Regions from separate parts of the Pan troglodytes genome. Here region 1 is linked to region 2. The links are chromatin contacts, called in public capture Hi-C maps. All regions are on one chromosome and are shown on one strand. The core of a region is the stretch at or near the end of the contact, and the rest is flanking DNA. Distances in the headings are between cores, read along the strand shown.

Region 1 (3,688 bases), core at 345-2,844, 510 kb after region 2:
AGGGAACGTGGGAAAATGAAGATGGTTTGTTGAATGAGATTTACAGCTTTCCACTACCTGGAGAAGCAAGTCACAAAGGGCTCTCCGTGGAGCCCAGGCACTGCACCCCAGCTGCCCGCTTTTCTCCAAGCACTTTCTCCTGCCCTTTTCTCGGACCCTCCCTCTCCCCGGGGCCCAGGGAAGCTGCCCTAAGCGCTGACTCCTCTCCTGGGGCAGAGAGATTTCCCTCTCATATTTCCAGGCTGGAACAAATCCCCCAAAGACTCCCGTAAATCAGGTCCAGATGCTGCACATGTCACAGAAAAAGGCTGAGAAGTCAACAGCTCCAGAAATCAGGAGGCGAAGCGGCAAGATCCCGTTTCATTTCCCAAGGCCCCTGCTTAAGACACAGCCTTAAGCAAAAGAAATGTTTTCATTTTGCATTTGCCTTAAAATGTCTCCCAACTCTCTGAGAGCCATATCAGTTCTAAAATCTTCAACTGCTCACCTTTTTTTTTTTTTTTTTTGAGAAGGAGTTTTGTCTCCCAGGCTGGAGTGCAGTGTTGTGATTTCGGTTCACTGCAACCTCCGCCTCCTGGGTTCAGGCAATTCTCCTGCCTCAGCCTCTCGAGCAGCTGGGACTACAGGTGCCCACCACCACACCCAGCCAATTTTTGTATTTTTAGTAGAGACGGGGTTTCACTATGTTGGCCAGGCTGGTCTCGAACTCCTGACCTCAGGTGATCCGCCGGCCTCGGCCTCCCAAAGTTCTAGGATTACAGGCGTGAGCCACCGCGCCCGGCCTGTTCACATTTCTGATCAAAGCGAAAGCCACTCAGTCACTCAGTGAGCCCGAAGAAGAGACCAGTAAGCAGGGCCAGCCTACCTGGCAGTTTACATCCTCTGCAAACGCTGCTCAGCAAATTCAACTATGTAGCCAATCACTCTTCCCTGAAGTGAGTTTTAAAGGGTAACACCAGAGGGAAACGGTGCTCTCAGACAAGTCACGGGGGTGCCCGCTGCCCAGCTGTGCACTAGGGAGCACCCCGGGGGTGGGGAGATTTCCCTCTCGCATTTCCAGGCTGGAACAAGTCCCCCAAAGACCCCCATAAATCAGGCCCCAGGGGGCCCTCAGCGCTTGGAGACTCTGGCCACAGACGTCAGCAGTGACTGCCCAGGCCTGGCAGGTTCTCCAGGGCCTCAGCCCCAGGGCCTGGGACCAAAGCCCCACCCTGCACTGACCACAGGTTAAATTTGCCCTGAAACTGGGGTCAGCAGCAGAAACAACACGCCCCTCACCCTCCCAACCACAGGACGCAGGCTCGAAGCCTGACGAGGTGATTTCCAAAGTACCATCTGCTCCTGGGAAGCCATTCCCTGAGCCGGAAGCTTGTTCCTTTTCCACTGTGAGGAAACTGGGGGCCACATGGCGTCACACAGAGCCCTCTGCAGGCTCAGTCACCCTCTCACTCTTGCTCAGCACGTCCACGGGCATAATTAAGTCTGTAGGCTGCGGGATCTCTGTGCCAAAACTGCTCTTTTGTTTCCCAAGGTGAAGCATCTGGAACCTGGGCATCCAGGCAACAGGCTCGCAAGGCCCAGATTCAGGGGCAGCCACGTGCGCCAGGCTGGCACCTGACACAGGGTGAGCAGGTGAGCCACTGAGCAGGACCATGAGGTGGCATGCTAAAGCTGGGCACAGCCACCAAGGGTGGGACACAGACCTGCAGGGCCTTCACGGGGCCAGGGCAGTGCCTAAGGGTCCACCTAGCACGCGTCAAGCACAAACAGCTGCACTATGCACATTCAGTCACTTAACGTCGCCCCCACACCAATGTTTTGGGGCAGGTGATATGACTGGGCCCCTGCTACAGAGAGGAGGTGGTTCAGAGAATGTAAACAACTACCCCCCACCTCCCAGAAAGATGAGGTAGAGCCAGGATCTAAAGCGGCCCATCTGTAGCCAACACCATAGTCATCCAAGAGACACACACCCATTCCCACACCCGCTGCACAGGAAAGAGAAAGAAGTCAGACTCGGACCCTGTCCCCAACCGCCCCAGGCTGGGAAATTCACCAGCACTGCGGACAGAGCAGGGGATAACAGCAGCATCAGAAAGACCCATAAGGCCATAGGTTTGCAGAGGGAATGCAGTCCCTCAGCAAGGAGCTTCAGTCGGACTAAACCAGCAGAAAAGGCGGTTTCCGAGTACCATGCTCGCACAACAGGGAGCCGCCGCCCAGGCCTGGAGATCCCTGTGACAGTCACGGCAGGACTGGGGCTGCAGGAGTGCAGAGCCAGGCGGGAGACAGCAGCGGGGTTCCCTACCCCACACGGCTCGCACCCACGAGCTCAGCCCCCAGCAGGACCCAGTCGGGCTGGGGACTCAGCTCCATCCAAGTGGGCTGAGCAGGGCCAGGCAATGGGTTGGAGGGAGCCATGACTCTGGGCCTGCAGCTGAGGAGGCTGCAAAGCTTCCTTCTGGAGCAGCCGATCAGTGGACGTGGAGCAAAGCCTTTCATTGTCCACAAAACACAGACGACTGCAGGGAGTCACAAGTGGGTGAGATCCAAAAGCTGTGTCAGGCTAGAAACCAAAACAGAAGACAAACCGGCGCACAGAGCAAGCACAGCGTAGAACTGGCTTCCGAACACAAGGGAAGGCAGGCGGGGAGACCATGAGTGCAGGGAACCAGAGAGGGCACAGGAGAGCTGCTCCCAGTCTCCCTTGTCCACTGAGCAGCTGTGTGGCCCTGAGCAAGTTGCTTGGCCTCTCTGGGCCCCAGTTTTCTCATGGATAACATGAATAGACTCAACTCCAGGACCAGAGTCTGGACTCCCTCCAAGCCAGACCTCTTCTGCAGCTAAATGAGGGAGGTGGGGCTCCACCATCTCAGCCTGTAAATCCCACCTCCTAGAAAGAGGCTCCCTGCTGTTCTATGGGCAGCTCCTGGAGGAGGGAGGGAAGGTCCACCCCGGGCAGCCCTGGGATTCCCCTGTTCTGTGCCACCCAGCTGACCAGGGGAAGAGGCCACCCAGCCAGCAGCAGGCACAGGGGCACCGTGGGAACCCTTCTGGTGGGGCCCCAGCTCTCACAGAGCATTCCTGGCTTTGGAGGGACAAGAACAAACCGCCAAAATCAACCGGCATCGGGCAGAGTGCTCAAGAATCGGCAAGCCGGACTCCAATCATGGCTCCAAGCAAGCTCATCTGTGCAGCCTCTTCCTAGGGGAGACTAGCTACCCCTCACAGGCCTGGCTGCTCCAAGGTTAAATGAGGGAGGAAAAGCAGGATCCAGCATGGTGCCTGCCACCCAGGGTCTCCTGCGATGGTGGCAACTGTGGCTCATTGACGGTGACGATAAACCTGAGACAGCTGTGGTCATTCCAAGTCCCTCGCCCTCATGCTCCGCGCAGGCCTGAGGTGCGGCCCCGCACAGGGCAGGGCCCGAGGAACGAACCAGTACCTCCCAGAGGACGGAAGGGAAGTCAGCACGGAAGCCTCACCTAGGGTCATTCCAGGGATTATCCCAGAAAGAGGGGAAGAGCAGCCTCCTCACACCCCGCAACTTCTCACCCGCACATTCAGGATGGGGTCTGGAAAGGGCATGAGCTCTGTAAGCCCCCAGCACTGTTTATACACGCCTGGAAGAGAACAGACTGTTACTCAGAGCCGGAGCGTCCCCACTCCTCTTATGGATGAGAAACTG
Region 2 (3,975 bases), core at 108-2,607:
TGTTTGGTTGGCTTTTGTCTTTTTTTCTTTCCTTTATTTAAAAAGCCTTTGGCCGTCAAGCCCTGGGAATTGGTGGCATTCCTCAATCAGCTCACAGTGCATTTGCATGACCAGTCCCTGCATGTCCCCTCTTTTCTTGTGCTAAAGGTGATTATCCCCAGGCCCGAATCCTATTCTTTTTTTTTTTTTTTTTAACCCATAGACCATCATTTTGATATGTTTACCTTTCTGTTTGAACATGTTCTTGCAAAGTGTGTTCTTCTGTGTATATGTACTTTTACGTATGGCAATGACATGCCCTGTGGTCCCTGCCAGTGACTTGGCTTCCTGGTGCTCCATAGGTACATCTTCCATAAAGACCGTGCCCTGAGCTCACCATTCCTCTTTCTGAGAGAGCTGAGGCAGTTCTTCCTTCAGGGGAGCAACCATTGTTCTAGGCTCAAAGCAAGTCTGAGAGAGACGCACACGTGTGGGATTCTAGGACCTTGACCCTCCACCACAAACAGAGGCACTCACCTCTGCATTCTGGGAAACGACAGTCTGTGTGTCAGCCAGATAAACACTTAAGTTCAGGGGCATCTGACAAACAGCTGTCCCCACCGACCTTGTTTTGTTGGTCCCATTTTCACAACTGCTGATGTGGCTTCCTGAGTTCCTGGCCACTTGAATAAACAACCAAGAGCAGCAGCCTCGACGCCCGCAGGACCCTGCGCAGGCCGCGCTGGGCAGCTGTCCATCAGCACCCCTGTGCACACAGACAGCAGGCAGCAGACCAGCGCCCTGGACAGCTGGTACCGACGCCCTCCATCTGTCTGTCTGTCCCCAGGGCTGGGTGGACAGGGAAATCTCTTTACAGTGCAGACAGCGGAGCCTGGTGCTGAGACCATCTGACCTGATCTTGAAAGGACTGCATTCTCCTGCCACTCTCTGGCAGATTCCAGCTTGGGGCCTGTTTTCTGGAGCTAGCTGTCACATGAACCCCAGCCTGCTGGCTGGGAGATCCAGCCAGGTCAGTTTTATGGCCAAGAGAGCAACCAGTTTTATGGCCAAGAGAGCAACCAGTTACTATCTCAAGCTGGAGAAAATGGATTATCTTTAGTCCTTCTGTGCAAAACTAAAACCAAAATGTTTCTGTTTTTGGTTTGGGAGTGATGCATCTGGGCAGAGGGGTGGGGTGTTAGACTCAGTCCATGCCCCTCATTTTGCAAGGCTGAAACTGAGGCCAAAGGGACTTGCTCAGGGTCACAGAATTGCAGAAAAGCCCCCAGTCAAACTCAGCGGTCCTGAACCCCAGGCTGTCCTTTCAATTCCCCAGCCTTTGTTCCAGGTTTCATCCCCCACAGGGCTGCTTGTCCTCATCAGTGCACAGTAATCTGAGGCTCTGCAGGAGGGGGCCGCCTTCTCTTTCATGCTGTGCTGTTGAGCGTAGACCACAAAACGTGGAATACCTTGCCCAGGGTTTCTGTCCAGCTTTGCTGTGTATTTCAATCTTTTGAGCTTCAGTTTCCAACTCTGGGGAGAAGGGCTAACAAGAGTTATGATATATGCATCAGGAGCTTTAAAATAGTCATAGCCTTTAACCCAGCGATTGGACTTCTGGGAAATTATCCTGTAAAAGTGATTGAAAAAGCTTTATGCTCACAATGTTCATTGTGCACATAAGAAAAATGAATCTCCAAAACAGTTTCAAACTCACAAACAGGGCATGATCCCAGCTGGGTTAAAAAAAAAAAAAAAAAGGGAAGGAGGCCAGGCGTGGTGGCTCACGCCTGTAATCCCAGTACTTACGGAGGCTGAGGTGGGTGAGGTCAGGAGTTTGAGATCAGCCTGGCCAACACGGTGAAACCCCGTCTCTACTTAAAATACAAAAATTAGCCGGGCATAGGGGCGGATGCCTGTGATCGCAGCTACTCAGGAGGCTGAGGCAGGAGAATTGCTTGAACCTGGAGGCGGAGGTTGCAGTGAGCTGAGATTGTGCCATTGCACTCCAGCCTGGGCTATAAGAGCAAGACTCTGTCTCAAATTAAAAAAAGAAAAAGAAAAAAGAAGGAAGTAAATAAACAATACCCAGGGTTGCTCAGGTGATGGGTTTATAAATAATAGTTTCTTTATTCTTTTACTGTTTCAAAATGTTTTACCGTGTATCTACCATCATGCCTCACTTAACAATGGGAATATGTTCTGAGAAATGCATGGTTAGGCAGTTTTATTGTGGTGTGAACATTGTAGAGTGTACGCAAACTTAGGTGGCGTAGCCTATTACACGCCCAGGCTCTGTGGTGTAGCTTATGGCTCTTAGTGTACAAACCTGTACAGCGTGTTACTGTACTGAATACGGTAGGCAACTGTAGCACAATGGTAAGCATTTGTGTCTCTAAATATAGAAAAGGTACAGTAAAAATACAGTGTAAAAGAAAATAAAATGTATACCTTGGCAAGGTATAGATTTTAAAATGTGTACATAGTAAGTGCCCTGAACCTATATACCTGTACAGCGCATTTACCATGAATGGAGCTTGCAGGATGGGAAGTTGCTCTGGGCAAGTCAGTGAGTGAGTGAGTGTGGAGTGGATGAGAAGGCCTGGGAGTTGCTGTACATGACTGTAGACTTTATAAACACAAGACACTTCGGGTACACTACATTTACTCAGAAATTTTATTTTTCGAAATAAATTAACCTTAGCTTACTGTAACTTTTTTACTTCATACATTTTTAACTTTTTAAACTTTTTGACTCTTTTGTATTATAATAACACTGAGCTTAAAACACAAATGTATTGCACAACTGTATACAAATATTTTCTTTCTTTCTTTTTTTTTTTTTAGACAGAGTCTCACTCTGTCACCCAGGCTGGAGTGCAGTGGCACAGTCTTGGCTCACTGCAACCTCCCACTCCTGGGTTCAAGTGATTCTCCTGCCTCAGCCTCCCCAGTAGCTGAGACTACAGGTGCATGCCACCACGCCCAGCTAATTTTTTTTGTATTTTTTTTTTAGTAGAGACCGGGTTTCACCATGTTGTCCAGGCTGGTCTTGAACTCCTGACCTCATGATCCACCCACCTTGGCCTCCCAAAGTTCTGGGACTACAGGCATGAGCCACTGCACCTGGCCCATATTTCCTTTCTTTATATCCTTACTCTATAAACTTTTTCTATTTATTTATTTTTATTTTATAAATTTTTTGTTATAAAGATGCAGACACACACATTAGCCTAGGCCTGTACTGGGTCAGAATTATGAATATGGCTACCTTCTACCTCCACGCCTCATCCTACCGGAAGCTCTTCAGGGGCAGTAGTGTGAATGGAGCTCGTGTCTCCTATGATAATAGTGTCTTCCTCTGGAATACCTGCTGAAGGACTACCTGAGGCTGTTTCACAGTTAACTTAAAAAAAATACAAAAAGTATACTCTAAAATAATGATAAAAGGTGTATTGTAAAAATACTAGACGATAGGAAGTTTTCGGCTCCATTATAATTTTATGGGACCACTGTTGTTGATGGAGTCTGTCAATGACCAAGATGTTACCATGTGGCACATGACTGCATATAAAGAAGGAAACATTTAAAATTCTAGCCTGTTTTACAGTGTTCTAAGCCAGTTTTTTCAACATCGATTATCAGATTAATTCTCACGACAGCCCCGGAGTTAGGTATGGACTTGAACTCCATACCTCATTTACAAACGAGGAGGCTGAGGCCAGGGAAGTGAAGAGACTGTTTCTACCTGGGAGTGGAGGGGCCAGCAAGGGACCAGGCTTCTGGCTGTGGTGACAGGGCTCCTGCCATCAACATGCCTGCCCCTTAAAGCACAATGCCAAGACTAACCAAGGATGGGGCAGGGCGAATTGTTAGGCAGCCTGAGACCTGTATGTGAGTGGGACAGACAGCAGAGGGGGTGCCTGGGGTTCCTGACCCCCTTCCTCTGGCTAAAGCAGAGAAAGGGCTAGACACAGGCAGTATCCACAGAGAGGC

The links. Capture Hi-C pulls out chosen DNA fragments and counts their contacts.
Region 1: a capture Hi-C map of stem cell-derived neural stem cells shows a contact between it and region 2, with 4 times the contacts expected there. The contact joins two enhancer-like sites. A contact is called at or near these places in 1 of 1 datasets of contacts at active chromatin or transcription factors (stem cell-derived excitatory neurons) and 1 of 1 other capture datasets (stem cell-derived neural stem cells).

Annotation. Positions count from the first base shown.
Region 1 is chr2:198,440,002-198,443,689 of NHGRI_mPanTro3-v2.0_pri, forward strand. All of the region lies in intron 1 of XXYLT1 (xyloside xylosyltransferase 1), which reads right to left. Among named protein-coding and RNA genes, the nearest start is that of XXYLT1, 16 kb to the right of the region's middle. Within about 2 kb of position 1,595, at least 7 of the 24 cell types and tissues checked have an H3K27ac peak or open chromatin away from gene starts, as enhancers often do. A contact at or near this core is called in stem cell-derived neural stem cells, where this site is marked.
Region 2 is chr2:197,932,539-197,936,513 of NHGRI_mPanTro3-v2.0_pri, forward strand. It overlaps LOC107970884 (a long non-coding RNA gene), which reads left to right. Exons shown (of 4, transcript XR_008547350.2): 4 at 342-2,441. Among named protein-coding and RNA genes, the nearest start is that of FAM43A, 65 kb to the left of the region's middle. Within about 2 kb of position 1,358, at least 6 of the 24 cell types and tissues checked have an H3K27ac peak or open chromatin away from gene starts, as enhancers often do. A contact at or near this core is called in stem cell-derived neural stem cells, where this site is marked.